Regions from separate parts of the Mus musculus genome. Here all the other regions are linked to region 3. A link is a contact called in public promoter capture Hi-C data. All regions are on one chromosome and are shown on one strand. Each heading gives the region's core, a stretch centred on a gene start, on an enhancer-like site or on the middle of the called end of the contact. The rest is flanking DNA. Distances are from core to core; before and after follow the strand shown. Region 1 holds the start of Gnb2 (guanine nucleotide binding protein (G protein), beta 2). Region 2 holds the start of Tsc22d4 (TSC22 domain family, member 4). Region 3 holds the start of 3110082I17Rik (RIKEN cDNA 3110082I17 gene). Region 4 holds the start of Zkscan1 (zinc finger with KRAB and SCAN domains 1). Region 5 holds the start of Iqce (IQ motif containing E). Region 6 holds the start of Cops6 (COP9 signalosome subunit 6). Region 7 holds the start of Cnpy4 (canopy FGF signaling regulator 4).

What was found. Promoter capture Hi-C pulls out the DNA fragments that hold promoters and counts their contacts.
Region 1: a contact with region 3 is called in a promoter capture Hi-C map of liver, with 3 times the contacts expected there. The contact joins the promoter of Gnb2 here to the promoter of 3110082I17Rik in region 3. A contact is called at or near these places in 1 of 39 promoter capture datasets (liver) and 1 of 484 Hi-C or Micro-C datasets (CD4 T cells).
Region 2: a promoter capture Hi-C map of liver shows a contact between it and region 3, with 2.3 times the contacts expected there. The contact joins the promoter of Tsc22d4 here to the promoter of 3110082I17Rik in region 3. A contact is called at or near these places in 6 of 39 promoter capture datasets (the 3T3-L1 cell line, 3T3-L1-derived adipocytes, the HPC-7 cell line and 3 more).
Region 4: a contact with region 3 is called in a promoter capture Hi-C map of pre-B cells, with 4 times the contacts expected there. The contact joins the promoter of Zkscan1 here to the promoter of 3110082I17Rik in region 3. A contact is called at or near these places in 2 of 39 promoter capture datasets (frontonasal cranial neural crest and pre-B cells) and 1 of 115 datasets of contacts at active chromatin or transcription factors (microglia).
Region 5: a contact with region 3 is called in a promoter capture Hi-C map of liver, with 2.8 times the contacts expected there. The contact joins the promoter of Iqce here to the promoter of 3110082I17Rik in region 3. A contact is called at or near these places in 11 of 39 promoter capture datasets (the 3T3-L1 cell line, 3T3-L1-derived adipocytes, the HPC-7 cell line and 6 more) and 1 of 9 other capture datasets (pancreatic islet).
Region 6: a contact with region 3 is called in a promoter capture Hi-C map of pre-B cells, with 2.6 times the contacts expected there. The contact joins the promoter of Cops6 here to the promoter of 3110082I17Rik in region 3. A contact is called at or near these places in 12 of 39 promoter capture datasets (the 3T3-L1 cell line, 3T3-L1-derived adipocytes, the C10 cell line and 7 more).
Region 7: a promoter capture Hi-C map of liver shows a contact between it and region 3, with 2.9 times the contacts expected there. The contact joins the promoter of Cnpy4 here to the promoter of 3110082I17Rik in region 3. A contact is called at or near these places in 10 of 39 promoter capture datasets (the 3T3-L1 cell line, 3T3-L1-derived adipocytes, cranial neural crest and 6 more), 1 of 484 Hi-C or Micro-C datasets (B cells) and 1 of 115 datasets of contacts at active chromatin or transcription factors (large pre-B cells).

What each region holds. Positions count from the first base shown.
Region 1 is chr5:137,531,204-137,534,755 of GRCm38.p6, reverse strand. Gnb2 (guanine nucleotide binding protein (G protein), beta 2) reads left to right here and starts at 1,450. Exons shown (of 10, transcript NM_010312.5): 1 at 1,450-1,617.
Region 2 is chr5:137,743,679-137,747,817 of GRCm38.p6, reverse strand. It overlaps Tsc22d4 (TSC22 domain family, member 4), which reads right to left and starts at 1,849. Exons shown (of 5, transcript NM_023910.6): 1 at 1,404-1,849; 2 at 1-970. The coding sequence starts at 702.
Region 3 is chr5:139,458,588-139,462,249 of GRCm38.p6, reverse strand. It overlaps 3110082I17Rik (RIKEN cDNA 3110082I17 gene), which reads left to right and starts at 1,716. Exons shown (of 5, transcript NM_028469.3): 1 at 1,716-1,781.
Region 4 is chr5:138,083,306-138,086,987 of GRCm38.p6, reverse strand. Zkscan1 (zinc finger with KRAB and SCAN domains 1) reads right to left here and starts at 1,904. Exons shown (of 6, transcript NM_133906.4): 1 at 1,757-1,904.
Region 5 is chr5:140,701,000-140,704,800 of GRCm38.p6, reverse strand. It overlaps Iqce (IQ motif containing E), which reads left to right and starts at 2,423. Exons shown (of 23, transcript NM_028833.3): 1 at 2,423-2,619. The coding sequence starts at 2,584. It also overlaps a transcript of Brat1 not described here.
Region 6 is chr5:138,159,692-138,163,424 of GRCm38.p6, reverse strand. Cops6 (COP9 signalosome subunit 6) reads right to left here and starts at 2,323. Exons shown (of 10, transcript NM_012002.3): 1 at 2,243-2,323; 2 at 1,928-2,050; 3 at 1,620-1,751; 4 at 1,200-1,288; 5 at 1,041-1,103; 6 at 643-690; 7 at 181-295; 8 at 6-98. The coding sequence starts at 2,312.
Region 7 is chr5:138,186,071-138,190,216 of GRCm38.p6, reverse strand. It overlaps Cnpy4 (canopy FGF signaling regulator 4), which reads right to left and starts at 2,682. Exons shown (of 6, transcript NM_178612.4): 1 at 2,497-2,682. The coding sequence starts at 2,632. It overlaps Taf6 (TATA-box binding protein associated factor 6), which reads left to right and starts at 2,991. Exons shown (of 15, transcript NM_009315.4): 1 at 2,991-3,047.

The sequences.
Region 1 (3,552 bases), core at 201-2,700, 1.9 Mb after region 3:
TAAGCCATCTCTCCAACCCTGTCCCCCAACACACTTTTTGAAACAAGGTCTCCTGTGGCTCAGGCTGGCCTCTAGTTCAATATGTGGGTGAAGACAAATGTGAACTTTCTATTCTTTCCTCTCTACGAGTATACTTCACTACAGTCTATTTTGAATAGTGTTTTTTTTTTGTTTTGTTTTGTTTTGTTTTGTTTTGTTTTTTTCAAGACAGGGTTTCTCTGTATAGCCCTGGCTGTCCTGGAACTCACTTTGTAGACCAGGGTGGCCTCAAACTCAGAAATCCACCTGCCTCTGCCTCCCGAGTGCTGGGATTAAAGGTGTGTGCCACCTTGCCCGGCTGAATAGTGTGTTTTGATCTCCTAAACTCCGAGGACTGTCTCAAAGGCCACAGGACAACTCGGACTTTACCAAAACATTTTCACAATCTATGGGGGGACGGGGGACGGGACAGTTCTCCAACAATCCAGGAGACTCAAGGGTAACCTTCAATATACTCATTTAACAGATATGGAAATCCAGGCACATTCTTATGTTGTGTTCCCTCGGTGGGGTGCTCCACAGTGTAGTTTTCTTCAATGGTTATTAAAGTTGAGATCGCATCTCAACTCTGCAGCCTGAGTCCATAGTCAGCATCATGAGGATTAATAAACAAAAGTATTGGTGAGAGATGTGGCTCCATTGGTGGAGTGTTTGCCTAGCATGTATGAAGCCCTAAGTTCTACCCTGCATAAATCAGGCACAGGGTTGTGTATCTGTAATTCCAGCATTTGGTAGATGTAAGCAGGAGGATTATCAGTTTAGGGTCATCCTGGGCTACGTGGTGGGCTCCTGAAACTCTATCATAAAACAAAAACCTTTAAGTATGCAAATCAATAAATATGGACTGTTGCTGCGGCGGTATGAGGCCTAGTCTAGGAAGCCTACAACCCCTCACAGTGCTGCGCTTGAAGAACTGTCTGGGTGTAATTCCCTCTAACTTGCATTTTATGGGATTCTAGTGGTCACCAACCACTCGCTGTCTTTTTCTGCCCCACTGTCCTGCACTGGTTTAGACTTCCCTAGTTCCGCCTCCGGGAAGGGAGTGGCCTCACCAGGGGGCGTGGCCAACCCGAGAATTGGGCCTTCTTGCCTCCAGTCTGGAGCCGCCCAATCCGGAGGGGGGGGGGGTTGAAGGAGGTCGATCACGTGACCTGGGATTTTTTTTTTCCCCCCTCCCTTATGCCTATACCACTTCTGCTGTCCCTAGAGAGGATGTCTTGCTCCTTTTCTGGAAATAAACTACGTCGTGTGATCTTTGATGAGTTAGAAAAACGTGGAATTGTGCTTTTATTGTGGCTGAGGCATCTTTTGCTCCTGGAGTGGTGTTTTCGCTTCTAGCCTTCCCCCCCACACACTTGAGTATTTGGTCTCGTCCAGCCTGGCCCTGGGCGCGGCGGCGACGGCCGCGTCACTGGCGGGCGGGATCCCTCCGCTCTGGGGAGAGCTGCGCTGGACGGTTGAGTTGGGGTGACTGAGGAAATCCATCCGCGTCGCCGCCGCTGCCGCCTCCGCCGCGGAGGAAGACAGGACCTCCCGCGCTCCTCCAAGCGACCCCTTGGCAGAGTCCCACCACCTCAGGTACCTCCGCTGATAAAAGGAGTCCTCATCTCCCCCAGCCCCAAATTCCCACGGGTGTGTGTGTGGCAGGGGGAAGCCTCGGTTCCTTCCGTCTCCCGGGTTTGGCTCTTGGGAAACGGACGTAACTCCCAGACCTCCCCTCCCTTCCTCTGGCCCGGTCGTTTCCAAACCCGGAAGGGGAACTGGGGGGGGGGGGGGGACCCTCGGCTTCAATAATGCATGCGCTCCCTGCAATATCAGTGGCAATTATTTTAAAATCTAGACCCCCCTCATCCCAGCCCCGCCTGCCTCTTGATCCCTTAATAGTTGGGGGGCTAAATTCTGGGTTTCTTCTATGTCCTGTCCCGCCCCCTTTCCCCACCACCACCCTGCTGCCTGCCCCTGGGTAACAGCCCTCGTGCCCACTCGTTTCACACCCTTGCTTGCATTAGCCTTGCAGAACTCCAGAATCCTAGGAGATCCAGTTAAGGCCTCAAGGCCACCCTTGTCTTCGTCTCCACCCTACTGCCCCTTGATTCGGGCTCTGGCAGTGTTTTCTCAGTCCCGACCCCTAAGCTGGAGATCTCAGCACCTTATTCTTTTTACAAATCCTTACCCAGGTCTGGCACCTAGTCGCCTGTCCCCTTCGTCCAGCTTTCTTTTGGGCAAAATGGAGGTCCTACGAGCTGAAGGGCCTGGCCCACTGCACTTCGCAGCACGGCCAGCCCGCGCCGTCCAGCTGCCAGATCTGAGGACCCTCTCTTTCCTCCTCTCACACCTGCGGAGGCGGTGGCACCCTTTTTTTTGGAGGGGGGGCTATGGTTGCTTTATCCCTAGAATCGAGGAGCTGCTGAGGGAACGTTGGAGGGTAATGGGGATCTAAGGGCTGGGAGCATGGCCCCCGACCCAGTGTCTTCTTCCTGGCCTGTTTTCCTTCTGCCCCAGGCCTGTGTCATTGAGGCCAGGCCTGGGCTGCTGTCAGCTGGAAGGAAGGGGCTTTTGTTCACAGCTGGAGTGGGGTGGTAGCTATGTCGTTGCCCCCTCCCTCATTTTGGAGGGGCATCCTCTGGCACTGGCGCAGAAAGCTGAACTTACGGAGGGGAAATATCTTCGGGGAAGAGGAACGCCCAGTGTCTGGGGGAAGTGGGAGCTGGGTGGGGGACGCCTGGGTCGCCAGAGTGCAGTGTACACGGCCAGATCGCACAGGTGTCCCGGGAAGGCAGGACGTCGGAGGCTGGAGTGGTGCCAGCTAGGCCTCGGGGGCTGCTGAGCACAGAGCTGGGCTCTAGGGGTGCCTAGGGGCATCGGGCCGAGCCGCCTGGGGCCGCTCGCCGGCGCCTGGGAGAGAGCAGCTCCGCGCCCCGGGGCCAGGGGCCTCTCTTCGGAGCCCTAATTACTTCTGAGAGGCTCCCACGGGCTTTGTGCGGGCGCAGCGGGGCGGGCGACCTCGGCGCTGAAGGGAGCTGGCGGCTTGGGGGTTTGCCTTCCCCGCTACTCTCGCACTGACCAGCAGCTAATGGGGTGCAGCCGGCCCGGAATGGGGATTATCCCGGGTTGAGCCGTCCCGAACCTATTAGTGCTCAATCGGCTTTTCCCAAATCCTGTAAACAGCCACCCTGGCCGGTTCTGGGTAAGAGGCGGGAGTCTAGGTCGGGCGGGGGCGATGGGGGCCGGGGGTGGGGTCACCCACCCTACAGGTCTCTGCCGCGGATGCGGTTGCCTTGGCAACGAGGCTAGGGTGGGGGCACTTCACCAATGAGGTGCTCTTAGTCCGGGTGACGGTTGCCTAGGCAACCCCACGAACAGCCTAGCTTCTCCCCTCATCCTCCCCCCCCCCCATCACCACCTCTGTCTTAGCTGGGGGTGTGTGTGGAGGGTGTGCGGTATGTGGGGGTGAATTTAAAGAGGTACCGCCCCTTTTTAAAATTAGGTGCTGGGAGGGCGGCGCCTTGTGCG
Region 2 (4,139 bases), core at 600-3,099, 1.7 Mb after region 3:
AACTGCTCCATCTCTTCTCCGTGACAGTGGAGGGGTTGCGGCTGCTGAACCCCCAGACTCCACTTCTACCCTCAGAGAGGGCAGGGTCTGAGCACTATCTCCAGTCCCAGGCCCTGGGGGGCGCTGCTGGGGTGGAGATGCTGACAGCGGGGGTGTCTCCACCTTAGCCTTGCCAGGTCCTGCCAGCTGGCCCAGCCCCCCTGTGAAGGAGCGGGCCTGTGGTCCAGGAGAAGTAGGGGGCGGGCGGAGCCAAGAGGTGGGGCCCTGAGACAGGCCTGGCTGCGGGATAGGGGTGCTTATGCCCAAACTAGCCAGCTCCAACCTAGAATCCAATGATCTGCCTCCGGTGCCTCCAGAGGCCCCTCGAATGCCCTCCAGAAGCCGACCGAAGCTTGGAGGCTCCAGATCTCTCTCGTAAACATCCACACACGTCCACCGACCTCGACGATAAGGCTCTCCCAAACCTTGGGGCAGCTTCACCACCCGGAAACGGGAGGCAGGGGCTCCAGGTGGCGGAGAGCCATTCCGGGGGGTGCCCCTGCCCCCTGGATCAGGGTTGGGGTCCCCATTGGGGAGGCGGGGCGGGGGCCCAGCGAGAGCCGGTGGGACAGGGGAATCCGAAGCCCCTGGGCTTCCTGGGCCCTCATAGTCCGTGGTGACGCTGGTGATCTGAAAACTACTTTTCTTCTTACCACCACTCATGGTCCCTGGGGCTCCGGACTGGGCTCGGGTGGGGGAGGGGCTGGGCTCCTGGAGAGGGGCTCAGGCACCTCTGGAACAAGGGGGCCACATGGCAGGGACATCGGGGCCCCTGGGGACGTCTGGGTCCGACATGGCAGGAGGGCCTTGTGGGAACTTGGGGGTGCCTGGTTAGTGACTGGAGTACAGAGGGGAGGTGGCAGGAGGGGGGGGCAGGGGCAGGTTTTTCCTGCTGCTGTCGCCGCTGAAACCCCAAAGCTGAGCTTGCAAACTGGAAAAAGAAAGAGACAGAAAGTGAGCGAGAGTGTGTGTACGTGAGCAAAAGAAAAAGCAGGGGCCAAACCACCTCCGGGGCTTCCTCTCGGGGGAGCCGACTGGAGGGAGGAAGAAGAAAGCCACTAGAGACCCAGAGACAAGTAGAAATGACAGACCGGAGCAGAGGGGACAGAATTCAGAACACCCACAACAGGAAGAAGCAGCTGGGACCCAAAGTTGGACATTTCATGCTTGAGATCCAAACTCGTCCCCAACACGTATCTCCATGGCCAGGGGCACAGGGGTGAATCGGCTCCTCCCCTGAAAGGGCCACCCTGAGGCCTCTGCCGGGCCTCAAGCCCACCCCACCCCCATTCCAGTTCCCCCATCGCTGGTTAGGCACTGCCCGCCAAGCCAAGCGCCCCGCCCAGCCCGGGAGAACTACCTACCTCTCGGGCCTCGGCCACCGAGCTGAGCTGGAGAGAAGACCTGGGGGACTAAGATCTCTCTCTCTCTCTCTCTCTCTTTTTTTTTTAAATCCTAAGGCGGCCTAGAGCAGGCCACGGCAGGCAGCAATCAAGGGCTACCCAGTGTTCTCTGGCGTCCGCATCTCACTCTGCGAGGCATCTCGGTGGAAAGTTTGCAGTTGAGACGAGAAGAAACCAGCGCTTCCACGGGGGAGCCCAGGCGCAGCCTCGGTTAACACTCCACGGGTCTTCCCTGTTGCTGTGGGAGGGGGCGGCTCAGCCCCCCGCTGGCTCCAGTCCCTTGAGTGGCTCTCTCTCAAGGCTCCTCCCACGTGGCCCCACTGGATGTATCTCTCAGCTCCTCAGCTCCGCTCCGTCTCGGTCTGGGTCTCTGGCTCTCTTTCTGGGCTGTTGACAACCCCCACACCAGGAAGTCCTGCCTTCTCGGGCCTGCTCACTGCTCCTCTCCTCCTCCTTCCCCTCTTCCTCCTCCCTCCTCCCTCCTCCCTCCTAAGGCTCCCTGCCAGCTGGCCCGGAGCCAGGCCTGCCACAGCCGCAGCCGCAGCCGCAGCCTACAGTTGCTGCTGTAGCTGCTGCTGTTGCTGCTGCAGCTTCTGCCGCTGCGGGTCCCAAACTGGTTGCTTTAACCCTACACCTGCCAGGTTCCAGGCAACTCTTCCTCGGAGGGAGGGGCATGAGGGCGGAGAAAAAGAGGAGGAGCCTGCGGGAGGCCAGGGATTCCCTTACTTGTAGGCTTTTGCAGGTTCTCCAAAAGAGTCTCAAGGAACGTGCCAGACATGTTCTGGGTACCTGACTGTCCATAAATACATAGTCAATGTGACCCACTGGCTGTGATTTGTCACAGCGTCTCTGGTTTTCACCGTAAATTCACGAGAAACTCCTTTCCCCACTCTGTTTTCAAAAGCGAGCGGCTATGAAAATTTTCAAACATGCCCTAAAGTAGAGGAACTAGGAGAATGAACGCCCATACACGCCATCATGGACTTGTAACAAGTATCAGCTGTACCCAAACGTGTTTTATTCCTCCAATATCTTTTCTCGGATTTTGCTGCAATATTTGAATTTTTTTTTTTTTTTTTTTTTTTTTTTTTTTTTTTTACTGTGAATGTATGTATGTGTAGATCTGGAGGTCAACTTGAAGGAGTCAGTTTTCTCTTCCACTATGTGGGTCCAAGGATGGAATAGTGCCAACCATCCGGTTTGGTGGTAAGGCCCTTTACCCACTGAGCCATCCTGTCTATCCTGCTCCTGCTCCAGTATATGAAATCAAATCTCTGATACGGTGTTTCCCTCTCTTAAAAAGGGAAAATTGGAGAAAGCAAACTATCCAAGAAGGCTGTTGGTGGTAGGGTAGACATGTGTGTGGCGTGTGTGTGCACATGAATGAGTAGTTGCACACACTTGTGTGTGTTTGTTAGCCACAGGACCACACTGGGTGTCCTACTCAGGGTCTCTCATTGAATGCATAGCTTGGTAGGCATCCAGCAAGCCCCAATAATTCTACATCTATTCTCCACAACACTGAGGTTATAGGCACACATGGTTATGCCTGGCTTCTCATGTGGCTACTGAAGATTTGAACTCAGGTCCTCATGCTTGAGTAGCAAGAACTTTTACCTGCTGAGCCACTCCTCAGCCCAGAACAGGCATTGCTACCTTCTCATCTTTGTCCCTCATATAAACACTTAGGTAGATGGGAAGATGAAGTTGCTCACTTCTGCTTCCCCAAGTGCTTGGACACACACCCATGTCCACACAACTACCCCGTGCGTATACCTGAGAACCAATCCCAGCTGGCTACAGACCAGCTCTTTCCCATCTCCAGCCCTCTCCCACCTGTCCCATATTATCCCTTCATCATTATGAAGGAGAATCTGCACACACATAAAGGGTCTATTCTGCAACTGGCAAGAAAAAAAGCGAACTCCCAACTGCCATTTTTCTTTCTTGGCACCCATACTGGCATTCTGGGCAAGAATCTTTCAGCCAAAGCAGGATCTAAAGGCAGCATCTGGTGTCACTCATGGGTTTGGAAGGAAATAGGTTCTAATTAATTTTCCTCAAACAGAACTGTTCTTAGAGCCGGGCGTGGTGGCGCACGCCTTTAATCCCAGCACTTGGGAGGCAGAGGCAGGCGGATTTCTGAGTTCGAGGCCAGCCTGGTCTGCAGAGTGAGTTCCAGGACAGCCAGGGCTACACAGAGAAACCCTGTCTCGAAAAACAAAAAAAAAAAAAAAAAAAAAAAAAAGAACTGTTCTTAGGTATGTTCTTAGGTATATTTTAAAAATCCTAGCTGGCTGTGGCAGTGCATGTACATGCCTATAGTCCCAGATCATGGGAGGTGGCATAGAAGCAGGAGGCTGAAGAGTTCAAGGCCAGCCTCAGCTACATGAGATCCTGCTTCAACAGTAACAGACAGACAGACAGACAGGAGGGGAAAAAAGGAAGAAAGAACCCTTGGTTGGGCTGGGAATATAGTTTAGTAGAGTGCTTACCTCATATATAAAGCCCTGGATTCCATCTCTAGCATCAGCAAACTACCTGAAGGGTTAGTCTTGGGACATAGTGAATAAGAGGCTAGCCTGGGCTACTTAAGATTCTGCAATAAATAAATAAATAATAAAATAAAAATTTAAGCCTTCACCTTATCCCATAGGGAAGAACAATGGCATGAATGCAGATATTCGATGAAAGAAA
Region 3 (3,662 bases), core at 467-2,966:
GGCTGGGCAGGTGACATAACTTGGTAGAGTGCTCACCTACCATGTAAGAATCCCTGAGATCAACCCACAAATACATTTAAATTGGAAGGGAAAGAGTTGGGGCAGGCAGTGGTGGCACATGCTTTTAATCCCAGCACACCAGGGCCAGAGGCAGGCAGATCTCTGTGAGCTCAAGGCCAGCCTGGTTTTCAGAGTGAGTTCCAGGCTAGCTGGGGCTAAACAGAGAAACCCTGTCTCAAAAAAAAATAAATAAAATAAGGTATCCTTATACAGAAAGATTGTTACCTGTTATCTCTGTGTTGGCCACTTTCACAGCAAATGCCAGCTGAGCTAGAGTTCTTGATTCTCAGCCTGTTAGAGGCTTCAACAAAACTCAGGTGAGGGAGTCTGTCTTTTCTCATTGCTTGATAATTCCCCTCTCTCTATTCTGCATCACAAGGAATTTACTGTCTCCTCTTAGTTGGCTAGCAGCATCAGCAATAAATCACACCCACTCCATCTGTAATTTTGTCATTTTGAAGCAGGGTCTCACTAAGCCTTGGCTAACCTGGAACACACTATGTAGACCAGGCTGGCCTCACACTTGTAGAGATCCACTTGCCTCTGACCCAATGCTGGAATTAAAGGCTGTTGTGGGGTACTCTGAAGAGAAGACTGCTAGACATGGTTTAAGCCAATAGAAAATCTTTATTAGCTGTCCAGCAACTACACTGGGTGATGGAATCCTAGTGTAGCACTGAGCCTTTTTCCAGGTGATTTTTTAAGCACTAAAACCATGTTCCGAGTTGACACACAGTTAAAAAGAAGAGTAAACCAGAAGTGGAACTAGAGAGGCTGGAAAGCAAGGTTAGTGTGTGTTGAGACTTTCCCAGCACTATATGGACTCTGATGGACTAGGCCCTTGTTTTAGTTTGGGCAGGTGGTGCTGTCTATGTGCTGCTAAGTTTTACAGCCTCATGGTACTTCCAATGTGGAGTCAGTGTGCTAAGGTCTGGTGGCCTACTAAGGTCTATGGCCCTGTTACAAGGCCAGTGACAGCTATGCCAGACCCTTTACATTACTTCTTCACTACTTTGTGTGTGTGTGTGTACACATACATATATTATGAAATGTACATATTTACTTATTTAGTGTGTGTGTGTTTAGAGGTCAGAAGACAGCTTGTGGGAATTGATTTTCCTTCCGATTTATGGATCCTGGACATCAAACTAACGTTACCAAGCTTTACAATAAACACTTTTACCGTCGGAGGCATCTCACTGGCCTTTATGAATCTCGAGAAGACCCCGAGTTTCTGATCCTCCTCCCTCTATCTCTTTGGTGCTGGGATTATAGGCTACAACAGGGTCCGACTTTGAACTCCCTACACAGCGGAGGATAGCCTTGAACTCCTAATCCTTCTTCCTAGCTTCCCTAGGGCTGGGACGAAAGGCGTGCACCTCCAAGCCCGGCACCCCTCGGATATTCTAACTTTACCTGCTGGAATTCTCTGAGAGGTGTTCTATCTGTTCAGCCCAGCACCAGCGGCCAGAATTCGGCCGCACGTGCCCACGCCACCAGGTGTTGCCCTGGCAACTGACTGCGCTCTCAGCTCAGAGAGATGACGCCAATATCCTGCGCCAGGGCTGCGCCCTCCCATGCGGCGGCCATTGGCTGGCTGGAAGATGGACGCCTTCCCGATCCAATGGATAGCGCTGATCTTCTGAGGGCGGGACGGCGCGGAACCTGCTGAGCTGGTGGTGGAGGCGCGTGGCAGAGGTGTGCGAGAGTGGGAGCTGCAGGTGCGTGCTGGGTAGGGTGGGGTGACGGGGGGTTGTCGCATCCGCCCGGGGAGACGCGGTCCTGGGCCGGGCTGTGCGTCTCTGCGCAGCTCTCCACGTGGATTTCCAGAGATCTATTCAACCACCCACCTACCCATTTACCCCTGTTGATACAGGCGACCACTTAGCCATTCGTCCACTCCTCCGTCTACTTAAACGTCCATCCACTCCTCTACCCAATTATCCATCCGTCCACCCACCTATTCATCCAGGCACCCACCCATCCATTCATCTATATCCTTCATCCACCCACCCACTTATTCATGCACCCAACAGTCCTTCCATGTATCCATTCTTACAAGTTGGGTGTGGTGGTACACAGCTGTGGTCTCAGTATCCTGAAGGCTGGGACTGAAAAAAATTGCCGCTAGCTCGGTCTAGCCATGTCTTCTAAATGAGACTCCGTTCAAAAAAAAAAAAAAAAAAAAAAAGATTCTTTGGGTTCCTTTTCTGTATCGGTGTCACTCAAGGCTCTGGGAAGAAACGGGGGCCAGAATAAGAATCCCAGATCTAGGGAGCCCAGGTTTTTGACTGTAGAAGATCTCTTACTAATGGTCTTAGGTACCATGGAGATAATTTAAGGGAGTCTTGTTCCTTCTTTGAGCTTGCTGAGGCATAGTCTTTCTGGTTTCTGCTGCTGCACTGTGTACCCCAGGCTTACCCCCCTGTCTCTGCCTTCCATCTCACCATAGGAGAGACGAGACGACAGATTCACACACTGCATCCAGCTTTTTATGTAAGTCCCAGGAATCGAACTCATATTATCAGGCTTGTTCGGCAGGTGCTTTTACCCACTGAGAACTCCTAGCCCTCTGTCTTCTTATTTCCTTGCTGCATGAAGCAGCAGTCAGTGCCTCTGGATTTCATTTCCTAAAGGACTAGTGACATTGGGCATCTTTTCATGTTCTTCACTGTTTGTTCAAGACCTTTGCCCATTCTAGAGTTTGCAGTGTGTGTGTGTGCCAGAGGTCAACTTTAGGTGGTCCCCAGCAGCCATCTACCTTGTATGTGACAGTGGACTCGACAGGCTAGGCAGGGACGGAACTCAGGTCTTCAGGCTTAGTGGCAAGCGCCTTTACCTGCTGAACCATATTGCTTTCTCCCCCTCCCCCACCACTTCTTTTGTTTGGTTTTTGTTTTGTTTTTTGAGAGAAGGTTTCTCTGTATAGCAAGCCCTGGCTGTCCTAGACTCCCTTTGTATACCAGGCTGGCTTCGAACTCACAGAGATCTTCCCACCTCCGCCTCTAGAGCTCTGGGATTAAAGGTGTGCACCACCCCACCTGGTGCCCAAATTCTTTTATTGTATAATTGCCAGAGTTATTCTGTGGTGGTGGCCATGCATGCCTTTAATCCCTAGAGGCAAAGGCAAGTGGATCTCTGTGAGTTTGAGACCAGTGTGCTCTACAGAGGGAGTTCCACAACAGCCAGGTTATGGAGAAACCCTGTCTTGAAAAGCAGAAAAACAAAAAGAGTTCTTCTCAGGCTCCACCACATGCAGATTTCCTGCCTGTAATGTGTGAGACAAGCACTGCTCTGAGTTGTCTTTACTTTCTTGCTGGCACTGTTCCCTGGGAGAAGCTTTTAAATTTTGTTTTATTATTTTCATTTATTTTTTAAAATTGCTAATGTGTGTGTGTGTGTGTATACCATGTGTGCGTAGGATCCCATGGAGCTCAGAAGAGGCGTCAGATCTCCGAGAACCGGAGTTCTCAGTGGGTAAAAGCACTTGCCGCACAAGCTTGAGGACCTGAGTTCGATCCCTGGGACTTACATAAAAAGCTGGATGCAGTGTGTGAATCTGTCATCTTGCCTCTCCTATGGCGAGATTCGAGGTGGTGATA
Region 4 (3,682 bases), core at 655-3,154, 1.4 Mb after region 3:
AGGAAGAGAGGCAGAAAACCACCTTTGGGTTCCCTCTCAAACGAAACACATTCTGACATACCATCTCCTTTAGAAAAGATCACTGCCCAGCAACCAAATCTCACCAAAGAAAAAAAAAACAAATGACTTCTGACAAGAAAAGACTCCAGACTCCAGGCTGCAAGCATGGTTTATTTCAAAGGATGTTTTCTCAAAATCCAGTCTTCCTTCTATTGCACAGTCTTGCAAGTTTAAATAAATGATCCTCTACTCCCCTCTTCAACAGAGACATAAAATGCTTTATAATATGAAAAACTTAGTCTTAAAAGATACCTAGTGGTCTAGTATTGTGTGCCTGTAGTCCCAGCACTCTAGAGGCAGTGGCTAGATTTTCAGCCAGAACTAGAGAGACCCCTCCCCGCCCCCCCCTTTTTTTAATCTATCTAAAGAATATCAACACCACCACAGAATGAAAAGCTAAGATTTAAAACTTAGTACACTGGCCTGGTTGTATCTAAATATAGTATAATGCACTTGAAATTTTTCCTGTTTCCTTCATGGAGACATGAAGTAGAGGATCAACAAAAGAAAATAGCATTCAGCCGCAGGCATTTCTGTAAGTTAACAAAGATGATCCTGAATAAAATAACAAGTAAGAATCTTGTGTGGTAATTGAAAGAGGACACAAACCTGAAAGAAAAAAAACATCTGGATAATTCTTCACTACAGTTTCCTTATAATAAAGGTATTTTCCCACATTTGGCCAGCTTTTCTAGTAACTTCACTTGATGTGGTTACAATGAATTCTTCATAATTCCAACAAGTATTTATTGACTGCTTTCAATCCGCCTAGCACTGCCCTGTACAATAAATGCTTTCTTTGGTCCCAGGCCATGGAACAGCCACTCTCTATAATCAATGTGTGTGTGTGCTGTGTGTGTGTAGGGAGGGGAAGGAAGGGGGAACTTCAAACTAAATGAGCTGCCTTTTTTTTTTTTTAAATTACAATTACATTTACCAACTCCACTCATTTCAAGTTTGAAGAACCTTTTTGAGCAAAGGTAGTTAATTTTATGGATAATAAAACTGACAGTTGGCAAATGTCTAATCTCATCTAAGGTCATTAAGCTGATCAATCTCCTACTGGCCCAGTGTGGTTTCTCCCAGATACCCTTCACGTCTCACTCATTGCAATCAAGCAAGGTGAACTAACACTCCACTAATCTCCCAGATAGCACAGTTAAACAGGCTTAAACCAGCAAGAGGTCTTGAAGCATTGCATAAAGCTGACAGCCGGCTGTTAATTTCTACTAGATCTTTTAACCACCGTCAAGCCGCCAGCGCTTTCGCTCAGCGTTGGGAGATGGAAAGACAGAAAAGCAAGTGATCCGGAAATGTTTTCGGAACCTCAAACCTGTACAGAGCTCAAGGTCTTCCGCGTCGTTTATCTCAAGATTCTCAAGGACCCAAGACGCCCGGAGAAGTAAACGACAGCAATAAAACGAAAACCACACAAAACACTTTCCCCTGCAACCACAGCAAATGGCGACAGGAGGGGGGGAGGGGGAGAAGAATCCAGACACGGGGATCACGTCCATTTGTGATCTTGTCCTCAGAAATGTTATACAAGGATGATGACATGAAAGAGCTCCCCACTGACCCCAGAGATTCGAGCACCGCCGGGACCCCGCAGGGCTCCTTTCCAAGTCCCCCCGGGTGGTCACACGGTCCACCCTCGCAGCCCGCCCGTCCTCCGAGAGTCCGCCATGAGACTCACCGTGAGTCTCCGGAGCGGCCTGGGGACGCCGGGCGACCAAGCACAGCTTGCTCTGGGTTCAACCCGACCGAAGGGCACTGCACACCGACATAGGCCCTCCCAATACCTCGCCACAGGCACAATGAGTCACAAAGACCGGAAGTAGGTCAGCACCTCATCTTCCGGGATCGAGTTGAGCTTCCGGGTCTCCTCTAGGAACACGGGAGGACTTTGCATCTCGGTTTCTGAATTTCTTGTTCCGAGTCTCCCTACCCAACACCCCCCCCCCCCCAGCCCTGATTGCCTGTCTTCAATTCCAGAGGTGACAGATAGAGATAAAGTGATCCTGTTTAGGGTGTTCAGGTTTTTTTTTTTTCCTGATGTAGTATTTTTCAGCTCTATATTTGTTACTTTCTTCCCCATCTTTTCCATCTTGGGCAGTTATCAATAATAGTAATTGTATGCCTGTGGCAGAGAAGCTGAAGCAAGGGTGTAGATGGAGTTAGATCAAAGCCAAGCCAGGGGTGTCTGGTTTCACAGATCAGCCCTGGTGAGGTTTGCCAGTTGAGTGCATGGTGTTTCCAGATATGTGGCCCGAGGATAAAAGACTATCTTTCAGTAAACAAGCTACTTACACTGGTTCTGTAGAATATGCTATTATAGCACTTTAAAAGGATCTTTCAGAGGAATTACAGACGCTCAACAATTACTGCCTTTATCTCTTTGCCTTGTGGGCAATACAGAAATGAGGCTCCACCTTATAGAAGGCTCTATATCAAAGGCAAGTCCACAAGGAAGAGACCATACAGCATGGGGGAGATAACTTTATAAAACAATACTCCAAAATTAAAAAGCAATTGAAGTATTGTTCCTTTTTTATTAATTGATTATTAATTAATTCACTTTACATCCCAATATCAGCCCCCCTTCTCCCAGTGATAGGTTATTTCTCCGCCAGTGAAACGAGCCCATTCAGGCTAGATTATATTATAATAAAGGCAGGTTTATTGGGAAGCTGCTCTTGGTAGAGTTCACTGGCCCCAAGGATTGAGGCAGGAGAGTTGCAATGGGAGGGGAGGCAGAAAGAGAAAGGGCTTACATGCAGAGAAAGAAGAGAAGGAGAAGGAGGAGAGCAAAATGTTTGGATTATAAAGGGAAGAGTCTCTGGGGAAGGGCAGCCCAAGCCCTGGGATGGAAAGTTCAAGGCTGGGGGCAGGGTATACCAGGTAGGATCTGAGGGATGCTGGGAGAACCTGAAGACCAGGTCTGTTTTGATATGTAAAATATTCATCTCAGTCCCCTCTTCTGGGGTCCAAAACCAAACACCCAAAACCGCCTTAGGCAAGTCATCCTCCAATTCCACCTTCCCCTATTTGCAGTATTGTTAAAGGAAACAAGGAGCCAGCCATTCACTTGGAGAAGTAGGAGAAACCTTTATTCATGCATGGACTACAAAGCACGCTTGTGCTTTGAAGGGTTCAGTCCCCTTGGCAGTTTCTTACAGCTTTTTGTAGGTCAGGTAGTGGGGTTGTCATCCATGTCTTTGTGACAATCTTAGAGTGGACTCTGATCCCCTTAATCATTAAAGGGAATTTAGTTAGGCACGTTTACAGGAACAAATAGCTAGCTAGGTAGATAATAATACACAAACACTTGGCAGGTAGCAATAAAATATACAAGCATTTGCAAATAACAACACATTTTGGCTGGTAAAAGATGTTTATCTTAGCAAACATAAATGGTATCTGCAACATGACCTTTGTCTGCTGTGACAAAATTTCTTTCAGACAGCTTCTGGCAAGTGTTTGTTTTTCCCAGATAAGAAGTAAGGGGTTTTTTGTTTTTTGTTTTTTAATAAGCAAACAAACTCCTCTAAGTAAAAGTTTAGCTCACATACAGCTTTTAGGCTAAGGTTTTTGTTTGTTTGGTTTTCCAGACAAAGGTTTT
Region 5 (3,801 bases), core at 1,174-3,673, 1.2 Mb before region 3:
TTCCTCTCCACGTTGCTATAGGCTCCGCCCCTCAGTGTTGCTCGGGTTTCCGTCTCCACAGGCCCCGCCCTAAGTCTGTACCACGTGACGGACATGGGGAGGGGTGTAAAGAGCGGGGTTGACGCGCTTGGAGACCAGTGATGACCCTGCCGTTCCGATCACCCCTAAGGTTCAAACCCTGTAAACGCGCTCCAGCTGTGTGCAGTTTGGCATTTTCACACTGTATCAATCTCTCGGAATTATCACGTCCCCGCCAGGGCGTTCTATGGTACGTGCCCACGCAGGCAGTGGGCGGAGCGTCCCCAGGCGGGCTCGGTGTGGGCGTGGCTTTCCGCTGGGAGGCAAGGCCTCGCTGGCCTCAGGCCACGTGTCTAGGCTTTTTTTTTTTTCCTTTGGTTTTTCGAGACAGGGTTTCTCTGTACAGCCCTGGCTGTCCTGGAACTCACTTTGTAGACCAGGCTGGCCTCGAACTCAGAAATCCGCCTGCCTCTGCCTCCGGAGTGCTGGGATTAAAGGCGTGCACCACCACACCCGCCTTGTGTCTAGGCTTTTAAGGTCTCCGAATTTTACTGGGTCTTCTAGCCCTTGCTTTCAGCTTTAGCGTTAGGTGTGGGCAGCAGCAGGTGAGTCAGCACAGCCGGTGCTGAAACCCTCGGTTCCCACAGCGGGTAGCGCTAAACTCCGGGGTCTAGAGTGTCAGGACCCTCCAGTCACCAAAGCCTGTATTTCTGTAGCTCTTCACAGCCCCAGTCCTCTATCCCCGCTTGCCTTCTGTCTGCCATCCATTGTTACCAACTCTTCACAACTTCAGCCTGCTCTTCTAATAAAGATTAAAAGTAGGCCATCGGGAACTAGAGAGATGGGTCAGTGGTAAAGAATACCTTTTACTCTTCCAGAGGAACAGAGTTTGGTTCCCAGCCCCGAGGTCTCACACACACACATACACACACACACACACACACACAATCTCTTTTAGGGCATGGTTCCCGAATGCCTAGAGATAGAGTAAGATAATGCTCATCTGCCCTGGAAATCAGACCTGTGAGCTTGGTTGTCTCTATCTTGGTAATGGGAGACCCCAGCATGTTGGGCTTCTGCAGAAAATATCACTGCAGGCTGGAGAGATGGCTCAGCTGTTGAGAGCACTGACTGCTCTTCCTAGAAGTCCTGAGTTCAATTCCCAGCAACCACATGGTGGCTCACAGCCATCTGTAACGGATTCTGGTGTATCTGAAGACAGCTACTGTGTAGTCATACACATTAAATAAATAAACAGGGTTTCACTGTGTAGCTCTGACTGTCCTGGAACTCTATAGACCAGGCTAGCCTCAAACTCAGAAATCTGCCTGCCTCTGCCTCTGCCTCTGCCTCCCAAGTGTTAGGATTAAAGGCATGTTCCACCACTGCCAGGCTAATAAATAAAATCTTAAAAAAAACAAAACCAAAAAACTACTCTGCGTTTACATACTGAGTCTGGGCTGTTATTCTTTGGCAAATCATGGGTCCTTAGACAAGCAAGAAAAAAAAAACCTCCCAGGAGAATCCTTGTATTAAGCTTAATGTTGCAAAGCCACCCAGTTGCAGAGAGCTGTTTACTCAAAAAAATGAATGTGTGCTGGGGAATAGTCCCTTTGCAAGCCTAAGAACAGGAGTCGCCAGAATCCATAAAGGAGATGGGATGGGGGCGGAAGGGGACAAAATAAAAGGAGGGCATAGCGATACACATTTGTAACCCCAGCATTGATGAGGCAGACAGGATCACGCGCGCGCGTGCGCGCGCGTGTACACACACACACACACACACAGAGGCAAATGACATACTGTTTTCATCTATCACTGGCCTGCTGGGCCACCAGGGAAGTGCTCCCTATCTGGCCTGGGTTGGAAAGCCACGGAATCCTGGAGAGTTCAGAGAGGCTTGTGATAGCAAACCGTCAGCTGAGGGTTTAAAGCAGTTGGTGCTGGCCCATGGGCAGTCTTATCCTCATGGCGCCAGACCCCAGGTCTAACAACTAGGGAGTCAGTCACCTTGGCCCCCAACATCTCAGTTTCTTTACAGAAAAAAAACAAACATGTAAATAGGCTGATGTCCCCAATCTCAAATCTTGCGTATCGTTAAGGATGGTGCTTTATGCTCTCTTTTCAACTCAACATGGCGACCCTCGGAACCTCTGCCCACTGGACTACATAGTTGCAGCCAGTGTTTGCCGAAATCCAACCCGGGCTCCTGAAGTTGGATCTGAGAGCATGGCTTCCAGGTAGAAAGTTAGTATTGCCTGCGGGAAGCCAATTAATTCACGCATCCCACGAAACAAAACAAAACAAAACAACAACCAAAAAAAAAAAAAAAAAGCCCACAAGACCACAAGAACGGATTGCGCCGTGCAACCCCGGGAGAGTGCTTGGTAGGCCCCTTGCTCGCGCACACTTTGCGCGTGCACAAGATTCGTCGGGCTCCGGAGGAAGGACCACATCCGGGGCTCTGTGGCCGCGGCACGGTTGCCATGGTACCAGGGCGGCTGGCAGGCCTCCCAAGCCGAGGGCAGAGCTCGCAGGACCCGGAGGCCGCGCAGCGCTGCCGCTATGAGCCTGGGCACCACAGATATAGCCTCGGAGACGGTAAGGAGCCTTGGGGCGGAGGGAGGAAGGGCGCACGGTGGCAGCCAGCTCCGGCAGGCCGATTATTACCGCACAAGAGCCATCTCCGGGCGTCGGCCGCCACCGTGCCCGCGCCCCAGCAGCCTCTAGCTCCCGCCTGCGCTCGCGGAGGCCACTACTTCCAGGAAGCCCCCGGGACTGCGCCCCTCCCGCACGCGCTGCGGGTCTGAGGCTGCAGCCGGCCGACGATAAGCTCCTCTCGTAAGTGTTGCTGTAGGCTGTGGTCTCGCGACTCCCCGGAGCGATCCAGGGCAAGGGGGAAGTCCTGTCCCCAGCCTCCCCCAAGGCTAGTTTTGCACGGGTCCGGGAGTCATCTCTGGAAGAGGTGTGCCTCTCTCACTCTCTGCGTGTCGGTATCAAGTGAACTTTGTACATTCCGGGGGGCGGTGGGAGAGGGGCGGTGGCTATAGGACAGGGCAATAGGCTGATGTAGGGAGCAGCTTGGTACAGGTTTAGAGCCAGTAGGAGCATTAAATGTAAAGGCCGCAAGGCCGGGGAAAGTAGCACACCGGAAAGCAAGCTTTTGGAGTTGAGATTTAGAAGGGCACTGAGGGAGGTAGGCAGGGACCTGGCCATGGTGAAATATGACTTTCAAGGGTCCAGGGGACGCCTGTGAGAGCCTCCACAACAGACTGAACGACTAAGCCTTAGGTCAGCAGAGAGCAGCTGGGATTCCCTACTTGTTCCTGCACTCGAAGCTTTCCAAGATTTGCCTAGTTTTGGAGGTCGCTCTCTCAACACTGCCTTCAGTAGCTGCCCCCAGTAACTGCTCCCTCATCTCTGTTTTTTGGGTGCTACTGGGGACTGAAACCCTCATGCCAGACTAGAGCGCTACAGATAAACCTCCCCAGCTGGGTCACTGGGGGATTCTAGGCAAGCACTTAATTTCTGACTACCACTGAGCGCCCCCCACCCGCACCCCTCACCGGGCTCGCTCGCAGAACTGCATCTCCAGACCTTTAAGAAGTTAAAACCATCCCCACTAAGGGTGGGACTTGGTGGGGGAAGACTTCGAACCGGATGTAAAGTAAATGAATAAATTAATGAAATTTCTTGTGTTGAGATTACAAAGATAGTTCATGACTCTTTCAATACATATGGCAAGTTACCATAACCTAGCCATCCACAGAAATCCAATTAATA
Region 6 (3,733 bases), core at 1,074-3,573, 1.3 Mb after region 3:
CCTACCTGCTTCAGAGGCCTTGACATATTCTAAAATGAGCTTCACACGGCTGTGCAGCATCTTGATGGCACTATGCTGAGCTATCAGGTGTTCAGCCACTGCAGGGGAATGGGGCAAATGAAGGGCGGCCTGTGGCCACACCCAACCCCTACCTCCAAAGACTGAATTCCCCTCCCTTACCAGTGGAGTTCTCCCCACTGCCTGTTGCTGTCATCCGGGCCACGTGGTCTACACCGATCCGTTCAGCTTCCTCAGTGGCCAGAGTGTAAGTGAGCTCAGCAAACAGCATTGTGGCCTGCAGAGTAAAGAGTTCTCAGATAGGGAGAGTCAGGAAACAGACCTAGGCCTAGGCAGATGGCTCAGCAGGTAGAGTACTTGCTGCACAACTGAGGATCTCAATTTAGAGCCTCGGAACCCACATTAAGTGAGATGTGACAGCATGTGACTGTAATCCTGGAACCCCTACAGCAAGATGGGAAGTGGAGACACAATTCCCAGAAGCTCACAGGCCAACCTGCCTGGCAAACAAGTGAGTCTGTCCCAAGGTAGAAAGCTAGGATGGACACCCAGGGTTGTCCTATGCCTGCACACGGCATGCAGGAAACAGGCTAAAAGGTTTGAAGGTTGCAGGTTATATATTACCTCTCCATTGATTATATCGATGACAGACTCAAAAACGCTGACAGGAAGCTGTAAAAACACAGACGGAGACAAGAGAACAGCTCTTACTAAAAGCAAATGCACTTGAACTTACACACATGCCAGGCTGGCTTTGAACTCACAATCCTGCCTCAATCTCCTGAGTGCTAAGATTGGTTACAAGTGTTGTCACCACACTTGGCTCATGCTTTCTCTAGGTTTTACACACATTACATATGGAAACACCACTGAAGAGATGAAGTCACACAACTGATGGGTGTAAACAGCAGGGTAGAGATTCAACTCAAGCTTTCTCTAATACACATAATGTCGGTAAATTAGAGCAAAGGCATAGTGGCAGATGATCAAGAAAAAGGGGACATTGGGTCAACAACACTCACATCTGTGTGCTTGGTCATAGGGTTCAACTTCAGAAAGAGCGGACTCTCAATTATCTCACACACCTAGAAGATAAGGCAAAGCCCAGGAAGAGTCAGTATCTCCTCTTCCCCTAACCTTCTGTTCATTTCCCCAACATGCACATATTTGAGCTTCTATACCTGCTTATGGACGTGGATGTCTGAGGGGTCAGGTGGCCCCCCTGTGGTATACCAACCCAGAAACTCCAGCTCCTTGAAAACCTGTTTAACTGGAGAAGAAGGGGCCAGAGTAAATATTCCTTTAAACCTCTCTTCCTTAGTTTGATGGGCCTGGTGTGTTCTTTCCGGTTCTCCCCTCCCTCCTCATATTTTGGGTCAGTTTAAAATAACTACACCTAACTAACCTTGAACTTCTGACCTCTTGCCTCTATCTCCTGGGTTATATGGTACTGAGGATTGAACTCTGGTCTTCCCGAATGTTAGGAAATGCACTTTACCCCACTGCCCTACATCCTCAGGCCTTTTATTCTTTAAGACAAACAAAACAAAACAAAAATCTTCCCACTTTTCCTTCCCCACCCACTTCTATTCCCCTCTCACACTGCTCCTCCTTGGTGTAATAATATTCTTTGTCAATGATAATCTTCTCTTCCACGGTGTGGGACAGCAGCTCAAAGGAGTTCATCACTTCGATATTTCGCCCCTCCTGCTTCCCGATCAGAGCCCCAATCACTAAGGGGAGAGAAACAGAAGCGCAAGGAAACTAGGTGAGGAACAGGCGTCTCGGAAAACCTTTCCCGAGTCGGCGTGAATCAACGACTGGGGAAACAATAATTTGGAAGAAAGGGCGCAGGGGAGTGACTGGAGGAAATCTCCAAGAGATTTTGAGATTTACACACAACACTCACCCTGCATAGGCCGCCCCTCCTGGGAGCGCATGCGGATCCAATGGTCTGAGATGTTAAGGATGACAAGGGGATGAAGAGCGACGGAAACACTCCCAGTCACTCCGGAGGCCATCACGCTGGGGACTGTTAAAGGTGAAAGGAAAACATAGCGGCTGAGAGCTCGGGCCCACACATTTTCCCCTAGACATGGAAGCAGGGGACCAGCAGAGCCCGGCCGTCCATCGCTGCCCTCAAGTTATCCTGGGACAGGTTTAAGAAGTACTCAAGACCACTTCTCAAGGGCAACTCCAGAAGTCGGTCTGCGCACCCCGTTACCTGCTGCATCCACTTCCATGCCGCTGCTGCCTCCGCTCCCATTCGCCCCCGCCGCAGCTGCCGCCGCCATTTTCCCCGCGCCCGCCAGCCACGGCCCGCCCCTTTCCTTCTCGGCTTCCGTCGGGGAGCGGTGCATGCTCAGTGTATACTTGGTGCTGCTAATGGGCGGGGCAGCTGCCAGTACTTAGTAGCTCAGGGTGCTCTGCGTGTTGTGCTGCTGCTAGCGGTTCTCATGTAAACCAGCCTGGCCATGAGTTCTGTAGTGTGTATCTGAAGATGGCTTTGAACTTTGATCCTCTTGCCTTTACCTCCCAAGGAGGGCTATTAGTTTCCAGGTCTCAAGTGGATACACTGTCAATACTAAACACAGAGAAAATTGCGATCAAAAGGAGGAAAGGCTGTAAAAGGGAATGGGGAAGACAATTTATTCAGGATATAAAATTTTTCATGTTGCATATAATCTATAGAGACTTGATCACTTGTTTGTTGAGATAGGGTCTTACAATGTTGGCCAGCTGGTGGGAACTTGCTATTCGTCTAGGCAGACTTCTAGGAGATCCGCCTTCCTCTCCTTCCTGAATGCTGAGATTAAAGGTGTGTACCATACCCAGCATGCCTAGCTTTTAAAACGATGTACTGAGGATCTAAACTCAGGTCCTAACACTTCATCCCCTGAGCCATCTCCCCAGTAGTAATTACTCTTGAATTGTTCAGCTTCTTCAGTTTCAAGACAACCTCTTTACACAACTTAGCAACTGCTATTGGGAGGGCTTGTGGCCCACGCCTTTAATCACAGCCTTTAATCGAGGCGGGCAGACCTCATGAGTTCAAGGCCAGCCTGGACTACAAAGTGAGTTCCATCACAGCCAAAGCTACACAAACAAACCCTGTCGCACAAACAAAAAAAAAAAGGTGGGGGGAGGGGAAGAGTTGCCTTGGTCATGGTGTCTCTTTACAGCAATAGAACAGTGATTAAGACAATTACTTGTAACAAAAAAGAAAACCAAAAAAAAAAAAAAAAAAAAAAGACAATTACTTGCCCAGCATGGTGGCACACGCCTTTAATCCCAGCACTTGGGAGGCAGAGGCAGGCGGATTTCTGAGTTCGAGGCCAGCCTGGTCTACAGAGTGAGTTCCAAAATAAAAAAAATAAAAATAAAAATAAAAATAAAAGAAAACGTTTCCTACTTGGACAATAACTAAGGCTAAGCGACCTGCTTAAATAGCCAAGAAAGAGTATTTGGTCCACAATCATTCATTTGGGGCCAATAACAGCCATTTTTTTAAATTTTTATTTTGGTTTTTCGAGACAGGGTTTCTCTGTATAGCCCTGGCTGTCCTGGAACTCACTTTGTAGACCAGGCTGGCCTTGAACTCAGAAATCTGCCAAGTGCTGGGATTAAAGGTGTGCGCCACCACCGCCCGGGCTACTTTTTATTTTTATTTATTTATTTTTTTTACTAATCACAGTCACTGAAGTATGTGCTTTGG
Region 7 (4,146 bases), core at 1,433-3,932, 1.3 Mb after region 3:
CAAGCAACCCACCTTCTGCTCATTGACCCAAGGCACATGAACATACACTGGAGTCAGAATGACTGGAAGAGAATACTGCCTCCTTCTCAGGAGCTGTGTGACACTTCCTGCGTCTTAGCTTCTTCACCTCTCATATGGGGATAAGACTGTGTCCCTTATCGAGGGGTGATGAAGATTTTTGTGCATCAATATATGCAAAACCCCGGAGTCCTGTCTAGCATATAGTGAGCACTGTGTCAGAACTTGGTGTCACTCTGATTTTATTTATTGAGCTACTTTCTTAGGGACACGGAGAGCATAAAACCCATTATGATTTGTCCATGAAACAAAGCCAGTGTAGTTCGGGACCGACAATGACGATACAGTAGCATGCTTCAGGGTTACAATCCAAAAACCTGTTTTCATGCTGGGCGGTGGTGGTGGTGGCGGCGGCGCACGCCTTCGATCCCAGCACTTGGAAGGCAGAGGCAGGCTGATCTCTGAGTTTGAGGACAGCACAGTCTGCAGAGTGAGTTCTAGAAGAGCCAGGGCTACACAGAGAGACCCTGTCTCCAAAAATCAAAGTAACACCTTGGTTCTAGGGCTGGTGAAACTACTCAGCAGCTAAAGGAACCTTCTACTGAGCCTGAAGGTCCACATGGTGGAAGGAGAGAGTCCTCCAAACTGTCCTCTGACTTCCATGACACATTTACCTACACACATACATAACCCCGTAATACACTATGACACATGTCTACCCACCAAATACACAACATAAATGTAATTTAAAAATGAAAGAGTCTCAATCATCAAGAAATCCAAAATGTGCCGGGCGGTGGTGGCGCACGCCTTTAATCCCAGCACTCGGGAAGCAGAAGCAGGTGGATTTCTGAGTTCCAGGCCAGCCTGGTCTACAGAGTGAGTTCCAGGACAGGCAGGGCTACACAGAGAAACCCTGTCTCAAAAAATAAAACAATAAAAATTAGCAAAAGTGCGTCCACTGTATTAAGACCCTGGGCACGGGTAGTCCCTTTTCCCCCAGGACTTACAACACTGCGGATGACAAGCAAGGGGGGAGTCCAAAGGAGACATTTAAACTGGGTCCAGTAGAATGGGGAGGAGTTTATCAAATACAAAACGGAGAGGAGGAAAACAGCCAAGAAAAAGACAGGGGCCACTTACTGACTGTGAGACGCTGGGTGTGTCTGAAGCAGTCACTTTGAGGAATAAAGTATGAAAGCTAAGAGTGTACATACGCCAGTCAGTGGTGGCGCACACCTTTAATCCCAGCACTCGGGAGGCAGAGGCAGGTGGATTTCTGAGTTTGAGGCCAGCCTGGTCTACAGAGTGAGTTCCAGAGTTCCAGGACAGCCAGGGCTACACAGAGAAAACCTGTCTCAAAAAAAAAAAAAAGTGTTTTTACAGCTCTCCCCTCACTCCAAAGTTGGCTTAGGGTCTGGGAAAACAGTTCTGTAAGTAAAGCACTTTTAAGCTTGAGGACCTGAGTTCAGATCCTAAGAACCTCTGCAATGTTAGGTGATGTGGCACACGCTATCCCAGCATTCTGAGGTCAGAACTAGAGACAGGGGGTTCATATAGTTAACTTCTGCCTTTAATCCCAGCAGAGGCAAGTGGATTTCGGAGTTAGAGACCAGTCTGGTCTACAGGCAAGTTCCAGGACAGCCAGAGCTATAAAGAGAAACCCTGTCTCCACCCCCACCCCGACTCAGAAGAGTGGGGACACAGATGCAAAAATAAGTGAGAGATTAGAATCAAGTCATGGGTGTCAATGATAAAAACATGTTGTTGGGTGTAAAGTGAAGCAATAATGAATCCAAAGAAAAAGTTAGAGTTAGGGAGCCACAGGATATTTATTCAGTGACCTGGCTTCCTCCCTGTTGGGGATGGGAGGGGTGGTTGGGGGGAGGGCATTTACTAATGTAGCCAGAGGCCATGCTGCTTGTTGTAAAATCCCTACAGTGCACCCCATCTGCAAAGCCTCACACCGATGGGCAACTTCTAAGTGGTGTGGTGTCTTCATCTTCTCTTTATGAACTTCAGCTGGGGACTTACTCACCTTTAAAACCCCTAAAGGGGGCCATCAGGCCTGTAATTTAAGAGCGTCTCTGCCAGGGCGGGACTCAGTATGCCTATAAGGAATGAGTATTACACCCCACCCATGCAGATTGTCCAGATTTTTAACAAGGAGAGAAACGACTGAGGAAGATGCTCCATAGAGCCAGCGTTACAGGTTCTTGAACTACAATTCCCACAATACATTGGGGCCCAAGCCCGCAAGAAAAACCTAGATCCTTCTGGATGCCACCTGGGAAATGTAGTGCCACCTTAACCCTGCTTTCCCTCCCTTGTTCCCATTCAAGTGTTACCAAGCTCCAACAGAACCTCTTTCAAGACAGTCTAGTGATCCATCTATCCTAGCCCATTTGATTCAGCCTAGAGTTAGAGAGGCAGGAGGTAGATAGGGAGATGTAAATAGCAACTACTCCGTTTCTGTACCTTCGCATTTGCTGGGCAAACGTTCTGTGTCATCTTCCTCCTCTTTTGTCGCCTCAGCCCAAGCACCGTACGCTGCCAGGATGAAAAGCAGTATCTCCAGCCGCACAGGTCCCATGATAAAACGCAGTCCACACATACAACCACCCTTTGCCTTCAGACCAACTTCTGGAAGGCAGCGGGCCCTTTAAATTTAGGCGAAGCCCGCAGCAAGCTTTAAAAAAAAAAAAAAAAAAATCATAGAACGGTCAGCGCATGCTCAGAGCCAGCCCGAAAGTGGGTGGAGCGTGATGGCTCAGTTTTGTGGCGCCTTCTGAAGGTCCTGACAGCTGGGTAATGAAGATACAAATTGAAGTAATTAGAATAGAGTAATATGATCTTTACACATGCACGTAGAATGAAATTTTTATATAATTTCAGACTGTGAAACGATATGGTCTATTTTGACATAGGGAAGAACAGTGATAACTTTTTGGCTTCTGCCAGGACCTACTCCTGTCAGGGGGCGGGGCCAAGATGGCGCCGAGCGCCGGGTGAGCGGCGCTTTGGCAGCGGTGAGAGGCTTTTACTGCTCCCGGTGCTTGGCTGGCGGGGGAAAGTCTGAGGTGTATCCGTGAGGAGACCCTTTGAAAGGGCCCATGTGAGGACTGGGAAGAAGACGGTTGGTTGTGTGTCCGTGCTCGTGGGGACCCTGTGCGTGACTGCACTGGAAGGATGGTGGGGCGATGTAGTGGCTTGTGAACCTCCTGTAGCGCTGCCCGGGTAATCTTCGAATCACTTCCCTAGCTGAGAAAAATGATGTAAAGATATAGCTCAAGTTATCCCTTCTCTAAGAAGTCTTCCTGTCGCTTCCACTGATCTGAGAAACTCCCGAGGCTGCTAGAGTGTTTTATGAAACCTTAGTGGCAAGGGTACCACCACAGAGGACTGGGACCCGACCAGGTACAGAGTATGTGCTGAATAATTGTATTTCCTGTAGACAAGATTTAACAAAAGTCTGAGAAGACTTGGAATGAAAAGAACCAGTCCCTAGCACTCAGTTCTGAACACTCTTGAGGTTGGTTTCATGTCCAGTGTCAGGCAAGCTCCTTTCCTTTTAACCACAGAGTAAACTCCAAGCTTGAGTCTGTGTCTTTTTCATTTTGGTAATTGTTATACCAAGTATTTAGTGAACACTTACACCTTATTCATGCTGGGCAGTGGTGGCTCACGCCTTTAATCCCAGCACTTGGGAGGCAGAGGCGGGCGGATTTCTGAGTTCTAGACCAGCCTGGTCTACAAAGTTAGTTCCAGGACAGCCAGAGCTATACAGAGAAACCCTGTCTCGAAAAACCAAAAAAAGGAAAGAAAAAAAGAAAAAAAAAGACTTATTCATATATTTAACAATGCCCTAGGCACCAGATAGGTCAGTGAACATAACAGACATATTCTTGTTTACTGGTGGGGTAAGGATAATAAACAAGAAGAAATAATAGCCAGGCTTGGTGGTAAACAGCTGTAAAAGGCAGGAGGCTCTCCAAATCAAGACCACGGGATGAATTCCAGACGAGCCTGAGACCCAATTGTAGAAGGGTTGTTTAACATGTGGAAGGTCTTAGATTTAATCTAGAGTGATTTTATATATATACATATTATATCACTATTATTAAGAAG